Linked DNA regions of Sus scrofa: region 1 is linked to region 2. The links are chromatin contacts, called in public promoter capture Hi-C maps. All regions are on one chromosome and are shown on one strand. The core of a region is the stretch at or near the end of the contact, and the rest is flanking DNA. Distances in the headings are between cores, read along the strand shown.

Region 1 (4,748 bases), core at 198-2,697, 170 kb after region 2:
CACAGCACCTACCCTACCACTGCAGTGGAAATCTGGACCTCCGCCCTCTCCTGGGCCAGCCCTGGTCTGGCTCTGTCTCAGGAGATGACTTTGAGGCTTACTTCAGAGAAAAGAAGAGCAGAAAGCCACTCCCTTAACTGCATCCCCCAAATCTGCAAACTTCCCTGCATCCCCACCTGTTCCCTCTTTTCCTTGGTTTGGCACTGAAAGGCACTTATCTCTCCATCCAAGTTCTGGGTCCCTTCCTTTCTGCTCCCTTTTCTCTGCTCTCTGTCTTCAATGCCTCCCAGCTCCTTCCTATCAGCATCAGAATATGCCTAAGCTGCTCTAATAATTAAAAGTGAAAAGTAATAGGTACTTCTCAGCACTGTGTTAAGTGCTATTACAGACACCATCTCATCTAGTCTTCACCTGAACCCTGTGAGGCAGGCATTGTCATCTTCACCCCCAATTTACAGACAAGGGAACTGAGGCGCAAAGAGGGTCAGTGGCTTGCCCAAGGGCTCAAAGATAGGACTCTGGAATCCTGAGCCTACGTTCTAACCACATATCAGCTTTAAAACCCTCTTCACTCTCACTCCACATTCCTCTCCAGCATCCTCACACTCTCCTCCCTTTAACAAAACTTCTAGAAAATACTGTCTAAAAGGCGCTCTGCGTCCTCACTCCAATCTCCACAGAATCATCTCCCCAAGTTTCTCAATGTGAAGGCTGCCAAATGCCCAGGGTTTGTCCCAGGTTCTAGTCAACCAGCCCTGTGGCCTGCACCTGATGCGCCACCTGGCACCTTTCCATTTCTCTACTTTTCTGTGGCTTTCTGCACCCTTCCGTGCTCCCTGCCCCTATTTCTCCCGCTGCTCCTCCTAGTCGCCTTGACCCTTTACTACTCTGAACTCCATCCACCCCATCTTCCCGAGAGTCCCCTTGGGCCGTCCCAGGTAGGGTTGGTCTCCCGGCTTTTTGATCCCACTGCGTCCGAAGGCAGCTGGAGCACATTCCCCCGCCGCCCGGCGTGGTAATGCCGGGCGGCCTGTCCGTGTTGCCCAGCCCCGTTTGTGCGCTCTCCGGAGGGCAGGTGACAGTCGTCTCGCCACATCTCAAGAAGCGTGCCGAGCGCGGGGAGCAGAGCAGCCCGTGTCTATTCAAGGATGAGAGACTCCAGCGCTGCCCCAGGAACCTGCAAGAAGGGCGGGGGCAGCGAGTCGGTGTCCCGGCGTCGCGCGGGGAGGTCTGCATTTGGGGAGCCCCCGCCCCAGCGACCTGGAACCCGGCTGCCGGCGGCGGGGAGCGCGGGGGCGGGGGGCGGAGCCCTCCGCAGTCCGCGGGCGGGTGAGGGCGGGTGAGGGGCGGGGTGCAGTGCAACCAACCTCTGCGCTGCCGCCGCCGCCGCCGCCGCCGCCGCCGCCACCAGCTCCCCGCGGCCGGCGGGAGCTTCCGGTGGAGAGGGTACTTGGCCCGGCGGCGGAAGCAGGGGAGGGCAGGCCCCGGGCGGGTTCCTATAGCCTGAGCCGCCTCCCGAGGCCGCCCTGGGGGCGGGGCGAGCGCACCCAGATCGGGAAACTGAGGCCCGGCTCCGCGGCGTCGCAGGCTTTGGTTTTCCACTGAAAAGGCATTTTTCCGTTCCCCTCCTCCCCGCGCGTGTTTCTAGCACATGTGTGGGATTCGGTAAAGTGTTCGCAGAATAAACGAATTCAGACCTGGGACTTGAGCCCCCACCCCTGACCTCTGCCTGCCTGCAATCCCGCGTATGGTGGGCGGAGCAGTAGCAAAACCCGAGTCTCAGCCCTCTTGGATTCGGGCAAAGATCCTACACGGGCTCGTTCAAGCTCTTTGGAGCAATCAGCAAGGAGATGTGCAAGGCAATTCCGAAGGCACAGAGCTTATGCAAAACTGGATGTTTTCAGGAGCCATTTCTGGTTTTTGTTTAAACACACACAGAGCCGCTTATTCCCTATGAATTTTGTGTATATCAACCAAAATAGTTACAGAACTTAGTGTTGGGGTAGCATTTTTGTTTAAAAGATACAAACAACCTTTATTTTTGCGAATCTGACAAAGGCCTTTTCTCCATCAAAGCCTAATATCTGCAGGAGTGTTGGGTGAGGAAGGAATGATTTTGTTTTGTTTTAGTTATTAGAGGCACCCATTACATTCTTTATGTATGAGGGGTTTTATTTTGTTTTGTTTTGTTTTAGTCTTGACATCCAACTTGAGTTGGAAAAAGTGTTTTTTTCTCCTTTGGTTTTGTTTGTTTTTAACCTGGGATGTATTTAAGTCTTACACCTACCCAGGGCAGAACGCCCAGCTTCTGAATGAGAAGGTGATGCTACAGGACGGAGTTCTGCTGGAGAAAGGAGGGCCTCTGGTGGTACCTGGAGCCACCTGCCTGCAGTCAAGCAGTGGGTCCCAGGGGCCTCCAAGAGAAGCAGTCACGTGAGACATTGACCAGAGGTGGCCTCTGTGGTCACCTTCAATTCTAAGAGGAAAGAATTTAGAGCTTCGAGTCTCTGATTAAAAAGTCATTGATTCTCAGTCCAATCCTTGAAGGATTTGGGACCTCTAAAAGCCATTCTCTGGTCCCACCTCTCTCCCACACACCCCTTCCTCTCCTCTCCAAGCCAGTGTTAAGTGAACAGGCAACCTGACCTTAACTCTCTTCATGTGCCACATCCTGTTTTCAGATTAATGAGCTCACTTGGTGGAAATTTACCAAAGGAAATAGTTTAATTTTGGAAAGTACCAAAAACTTATCTGTAGTCACTGGGCTTATTTTGGGGGGCTCTTGAAATAGAGGGGGCATCACCAGGGGACCTCTGAGCACTCAGGGAGTGACAAGGCTGCAGAAAATGAAAGCTGAGCCCAATGAGTCTGAACCTGACTCAGAAAGGAATCGAAACTCTTTGGGGACACTCATCTCTACCCAGTAGAAAAAAATTTTTTTTTCCAAAAATAAGTTTAAGAAGAAAATTAGTCCATTTGGCTGAGGCCTAAGATCTTGTGGTATGAACCTGAAGAACCATGATTGAGGAACAAGAAAGCACACACAGGGAAGTAGGGGATGTTTGAGCCTGAGCCGTCCCTCTCAGATCCGTATCTGCTCTGGGGAACTAGCTGTTCTAAGAGGCACCAAAAGGGTTTCATTCTCTACTTTTGCCCCAGTCCTTCAGCTGTCAGGCTCTTGACATTGATGTTGCCTGTTAGCCTTATGCCTCTTGAGTTTGTGGTTCCTGGAAGGAGCTAAGGACTGAATGGCTATGAAGACTCTAGAGAATTAAAGTTTTATAAGCTGTTCTGCTCTGAAGATGGTAGAGCACATGTGACAAGCCCCTTAAGTGTCTGACCACCTCCTGGCCTGCCCTGCTTCCTAAAGGAGAGATTTTTTTTTTTTTAAATGGCTGCACTGGTGGCAAGTGGAAGTTCCTGGGGCTAGGGATAGAATCGGAGCCGCAGCTGTGGTAACACTGGCTCCTTTAACCCACTATGCTGGGCTGGGCTGGGCTGGGCACCTCTGCAGTGACCTGAGCCACTGAAGTCAGATTCCTAACCCACTGGGCCACAGCGGGAAGTCCAAGGAGAGATTTTTTTTTTTAATCCCTTCTAAGATACAGAATCAAAAAATGGAGAAAACTAACAAGGCCCTGACTTGGGATTTAGTACTGGGATGAAAGAAATTATGTCCTCCTTCCTTCTGCTCCCATCTGAAATCTGTAGTGGTATTTTGGAGGATATATTTATATTTTGGAAGGAGCACTGGACTAGGAATCATGAGATTGTGTTCTTTTTTCTTCTCTCTGCTGTTAAAGCAGTTTTGGGGGCAGATAAATAAATGAACGCTTAAGTGATAATTCAAGAAATAATAGTTCATAGTTTTGTAGGGGATTTTTGTGTGCGTCTGTGTGTGGCCTTAAAAAATCAATAGACGCATTGGGTTTTTCAAAATTTGTATTAGCCTGTGTGCTGACCTCTCTCCTACCTCTATCTTGACCTCTAGGCTCTAGGGACACGGTTTAAAAATCATGGATCTAATGAGATGCTCCCAGGTCCTGGAGGTGGAAAATGGGATTCTTTCTTGGGATGGCTTGGCTCTGTTGCCCCAGCTGTTCAGCCTTCTCCCCAACGACTGTGCCTTTTCATGTGTTACAGTCCAGATGGGCACTGGGGGAGGGAGTGCTTACATTGGCCTGGATCCTTAGCCTTCCAGCAGCTGTGGGGGCAGGACCAGATTGGCACCTAAGCGTCTAGAAGGTTGGGGTTGCTGGTTGTGGTAAAAATAATAGTGACAATAATAGTGGATTACACTTTCATATCAGACACTGTGACGTGTCCCATGCCTCGCTCCATTTTCTCAGATCCCCAAGAAGGAGCGAGAAAACTATTTTCTCCTTTCCGGGTGAGAAAATGAAGGCTCAAAGAGTTAACTCTGTAATGTGGTCATGGTCAAGCAGTGTTTGGCAGCAAGTGGAGGGGGAAGAACATTTAGTCCAGGCTTTGCGTGTTTTTTCTGCTTCTTCAGACCAAGCTGTGGTCTTACCTGGTTCCTCACTGGCAAACTGAGAGTTGTTTTCCGGCTCTGGGCCTCGGTTTCCTAGTTTGTCAGGTGACAAGAGTGGAACAGAGACTCCCTGGGATCCTTTGCACACTGTCAGTTTCAGTTTACAAAATCCGGGCCTGGGGTACAAGAGGGTGTAATGGGGCCACCTGACTCCATATCATGGTCCAATATGCTGGCCCACCTCTTAATTCTGGAC
Region 2 (4,920 bases), core at 1,196-3,695:
AACTCGCAGAGGCCTGAAATACAAAAGCACACCTGACAACCCCCATCCCTGACTGTGCATTAATGAGCAAAAATAAAACACTAGGATGACTGGACTGTGTTCTTGAAATCTGTACTTGGTTGCCTTTAAAATGAGTTCTTCATTTCAATTTCAACATATTAATTTTGGAAAAAAAAGTTTTTTTGTCTTTTTTTAGGGCTGCACCTGCGGCATATGTAAGTTCCCAGGCTAGGGGTCAAACTGGAGCTGTAACCGCTGGCCTATGCCACAGCCACAGCAATGCGGGATCCAAGCCATGTCTGCGACCTACACTACAGCTCAAGGCAATGCTGGATCCTTAACCCACTGGTCGAGGCCAGGGATCGAACCTGCATCCTCACGGATGCTCGTCAGGTTATTTCCACTGAACCACAGCAGGAACTCCTGGAAAAAAAATTTGCCCATATTTTCCTTTAAATATTATCAGTCACCTGTGGTACCTCTTCCTCAGGAAAAGACAGTTCTATATATCCAGTACTGTTGCTGAGCTCTCTGCTGTACTTTGACAGGTAATACACAATTTGTGACATACATTAATTACTGGGTTGTAAACTGATTATTGATAGGCTTGCTTGACATTAATCCTTTTTATGGAAAGAAAATTTCAATACATGCCTTGGGTGGAATTCCTACTTCTAAATTAGTGATTCCTAGATTAGTGAAACTTTGTAATTCATCTCAATGTTTCCCAAGTTTTCGAAAACGTACTAAGAATACATGGTTGAGGGGGAGGGGGAGGGAGTGGGAGTTTGAGGTTAGGAGATGCAAACTACTAAATTCGGAGTGGATAAGCAATGAGATCCTGCTGTATAGCACGGGGAACTATATCCAGTCACGTGTGATGGAGCACGACGGAGGATAATGTGAGAAAAAGAACGTGTAACTGGTTCACTTTGCTGTACAGCAGAAATTGACAGAACATTGTAAATCAACTATATTAAAAAATAAAAATTAAAAAAGAATGGGTAAAAGAGGAAGACAGAATTCAAAAGAAATACAAATAAGCACACATAAAAATGTCTTCATGTTAAATAACAATAATAGCAACCTCGGGAATTTTTTTTTTTTTTTTTTTTTTTTAGTGCCGCACGCATGACACATGGAATTTCCCAGGCTAGGGGTCAGATCAGAGCGCAGTGCAGCTGCTGGCCTACACTACAGCTCACAGCAACACTGGATCCCCAGCCCACTGAGTGAGGCCGGTGACCGAACCTGCATCGTCATGGATACTAGTTGGATTCATTTCTGCTGAGCCACAACAGGAACTCCTGGGATATCTTCTTTATACCTACTTAATGGACCAACATTTAAAATAACTACTGAACACTGATGACGTTGTGTTGAACACAGACTCAATCCAGCAAGGTGACAACATAAATCCCTTTAACCTATTTGGAAAGCCACATGATAAATCTGAAGCAAAGGCCATGAAGTGTTCCTTCCTGGAATGGAGGTTTCTAGGGGGCCAGAACTGTTCTTTCTTGACTTGGATAGTGGTTGGACAGGTATTCACTCTACAACTACTCAATAACCTTTGTGTGTTTTATGCTCTCTTCTGTGTCTATAACAACAACAAAAAACTAAGAAAAAATTTCTTCTGTTTTCACCAGTAAGTCATCTACTGGGAACTTGTTCTAAGAAAATAATGTGCAAAGAAGTTCTCTGTGGAATTATCCAAAAAGCAAAACTGGAAACTACTTAATTATCCACCAAAACAAGAATGATTAGCAAATTATATGCAATAAAGAAATGTTACAAAGTATTACAGTAATTGCCAAGATTTAGAGCACATTGCTGACAGCATAATACAAAACAATGATTTGTAATCACATAAACCTACACATACACATGCATAAGGAGTAGAAGAGAATACTAAAAGTCATTATAATAAAGGCGTCTGGGTAATTTTCTCCATAGGTTTGTGTTATTGTCAGATTATCTCTGCCACAAAGAGAACAGAACATGCGGTTAAAATGCAAAGGACAGAAACACCCCACTGGCAAGGACAACTCATGTCTAATCAGAATGATCATCAAACATTCTGTGCAAGTGTACTCAGAATGTTTACAGAATACGGCAGAACAGGGAAGTCTAAGAGAAGAGCTGTGTGTAATTGATCTTTCATTTTTCTTAAAGCTCTGATATTCTCAAGTTATTTTTCCTCCATAACATGTAGCCCCTAAGATAATCCATGGAACTTATTAAAATATCAAGAATTTATTGAGCATCGTTTAAGAACCCAATTCTAAAATGCTGCTGGAAATACAATGGATTCACCTACTAAATTCTGAAAAATGTAGAGATTAAGGGTAAAAGTTAATTGTTTGCCAACTGCAAAAGGTACTACATGATGAATCGCCAAATGAATTGCACAACTACCTATCCTGGAACAAAACACTGAGTCTGCCTGAGTGGGGGATGGTGGTTAGCAGAGGCTTTAAAGACAGTGGGAGGTCAGTGGGGTCCTACAGCTGGCCCAAGGACAGGTAGAAAGAACAGGGAGGACCCAAGGTACAAAAGCAGGAAAAGAAAGACCATGTATTATTTGAAGAGATGAGTTAGGACTCAATTACGTTAATAAATCTAGACTCCCTCTGTTGATAATAAATCTAAGGAGTCATTAAGGTGGCTGAACAGAGGAGCCATGTGCTCAAAAAACTTGAGGAGACACCCTGGAAGCAGAGTCCATGATGGCTCAAAAGGCACACATGAGTGGTGAAGGGGGAGGACAGAGGTCCAGGTCCGGATCGAAGGGACCAAAGTAGGCAGAGAATGGGAAAGGAAACAAGACAGAAAAAAAACCCAGGTCTGTGGAGGCTAAATGTCCTGGCCCCAACCTCATCCTCACCACATACTACTCCTCTAAGCAATGAGCCGCTCTTCCAAGCCTCAGTTCTCATCTGTAAAACAGGAAGGACAGTCTGTTCTATGATGGTGCTACCTGGGATCAAAGGCACAGGACCATGTCAAATGACAAGGAGTCTTATAAATGTAAATTAAGAAGAAAGAATGGACCAACTTGGGGATGTGCTGAACAGAGGGCAAAAGAGAGGAAGCTGACTCCAAGGTCTTGACCCTGCCTAATGCTACTTTTCCCACTTGCATCTATTCATGAAGAGCACCAAAATCCTTGTTCCCCTTCTTGGATCTCATTCAGAAATCACTATATTGTTGAGCTACATTCTAGAACATGAAGAAAGATGTAAAAGAACAGGGACAGCTTAGATCACTTGAGGGGCAGGTCCATTTCTAAAAACGCCTTCTAAAACACGCTTGCTTTTGACAGGTTCCCTCGGGATTGGCTGGGGGGAGAAAGCAAGAAAATAGTCTTAACTACAGAATGTAATTTTTAAGGAAATGCAGCTTTATTTCTTTCAAGTACAAACAGAACTTGGGCGTGGCTAACCAAACGTTGCCTAATTGAGGGAACTTGCTTTAAAGTAAAGGTATAATGATTTATATTAGCACAATCACTCACGGGTAGAAGAATGCTTCTCTGATGCATGAAAATAACCTCTCATCTTAGAGAGACATCTTGTTCCACAATCACTCCACTATGTGCGTAAGCAAGCCCTTTTCCCCTGCCCACCCACCCCACAGAGACAGTTCAAACATAAACGTCACGTCATTCCCCCCCGGATCACAACATACATCAAATGAGTGAAACGTGAGTTACACATCGCTGTAGATGTAGGATTGGTGAGTCCAGCCTTTTTCAACCTGAGCCTTCTCATCAAGAGTGTACTAAGTCGAAATTAGTGAAATATGGCTGTTCACCATTTGAGTATACAGACACCAATGATGAGCTTTTGTCATCTGAATTCGTAATTTTCCAGGTTTAAATACAAGAAAACACATTTTTATTTGAGCATGTTCATGAAGAGTGGAAGTAGCTGTGAATTATTTAAGCTGCAATAAAGGAGGTTTTGTTATCACACTGGTCAAGACTGAAGTACTAGTTTTAAGCAACTAAGCCATTCTGGAGAAGACTGGAAACACACTGAAACAACTTTGACAGCAAAGGACCTTTTTGCCTTGAGCATGATCATTCAGCCTTACTAGGCTGACGGGAATGGTACAAAGACGATCTAGTAATACATTTGAGGGTTTATCCTGAAAAAAATTCACTTTCCTAGAATAGGCACAGGGAGCCTTGGATCAGGACACTGCCAAATGATGGCTGGCAGGCATTTCTGTCGAGGATGCTAACCTGTTCCCTCCTTCAGACACTCTATCTGGGGACTGTAGAATTCTCAAGAGTGTCTTGGTTGTCTTAAATATCTCGGCAAGCACCAGCATAACCAGGTAGGAAGGCTGTGTCAAGGGGACAGTCCTCAGGGGCCTCTTCCCCATCCTGACAACTCTATGGCCCTAAAGGCACAGGTGAGTGTGCCCTGGCCCCGGCTGCATCCTAGGGTAGCAATCTGACTGCACACTTCCCCACAGAGCACGGCAAGTGGCTCAGACAACAAGGCCCGACAAGGGCCCAGACAAGGAGGCATGGAGAGCTGGAAGGTGATGGTAGGAAGATTCACCTCTAGGCTCCCAAGAAGCCAGGGCAACAATCAGGGCTTAAGGAGCTGGTGAGTTGGCCAAAGCAACATGTGAAGCCAGGCTCCACTCTCCTTAGCTGCTTCTGTTTGGTCAAAACGTTTCACCTAACAGAAACAATTTCTTCATGTCTAATAACATAATACTGTTTCCTAAGTATTTCTTTTCTCCCTAAAATGTTTTACAAAGGCAGAGCAGTAATCATTCTCCTCAGAGCAGATACTAGAATGAGTATATAATCCTCACTCACATTTTCTACACATTTTCAATGGCCAGAACAGATTCATTTTAAACTATGAAAAATGAAGTGTACACCTTAAAATTTAATAG

Evidence for each region. Promoter capture Hi-C pulls out the DNA fragments that hold promoters and counts their contacts.
Region 1: a contact with region 2 is called in a promoter capture Hi-C map of liver, with 6 times the contacts expected there. The contact joins the promoter of TRAF1 here to the enhancer-like site in region 2. A contact is called at or near these places in 2 of 5 promoter capture datasets (fetal liver and liver), 14 of 47 Hi-C or Micro-C datasets (alveolar macrophages, blood, embryonic fibroblasts and 7 more) and 2 of 2 datasets of contacts at active chromatin or transcription factors (alveolar macrophages and skeletal muscle).

Annotation. Positions count from the first base shown.
Region 1 is chr1:260,972,531-260,977,278 of Sscrofa11.1, forward strand. TRAF1 (TNF receptor-associated factor 1) reads right to left here and starts at 1,448. Exons shown (of 9, transcript XM_021068189.1): 1 at 1,368-1,448.
Region 2 is chr1:260,804,891-260,809,810 of Sscrofa11.1, forward strand. No RefSeq gene overlaps it. Among named protein-coding and RNA genes, the nearest start is that of FBXW2, 33 kb to the right of the region's middle. Within about 2 kb of position 2,446, at least 4 of the 83 cell types and tissues checked have an H3K27ac peak or open chromatin away from gene starts, as enhancers often do. A contact at or near this core is called in fetal liver, liver and omental adipose tissue, where this site is marked.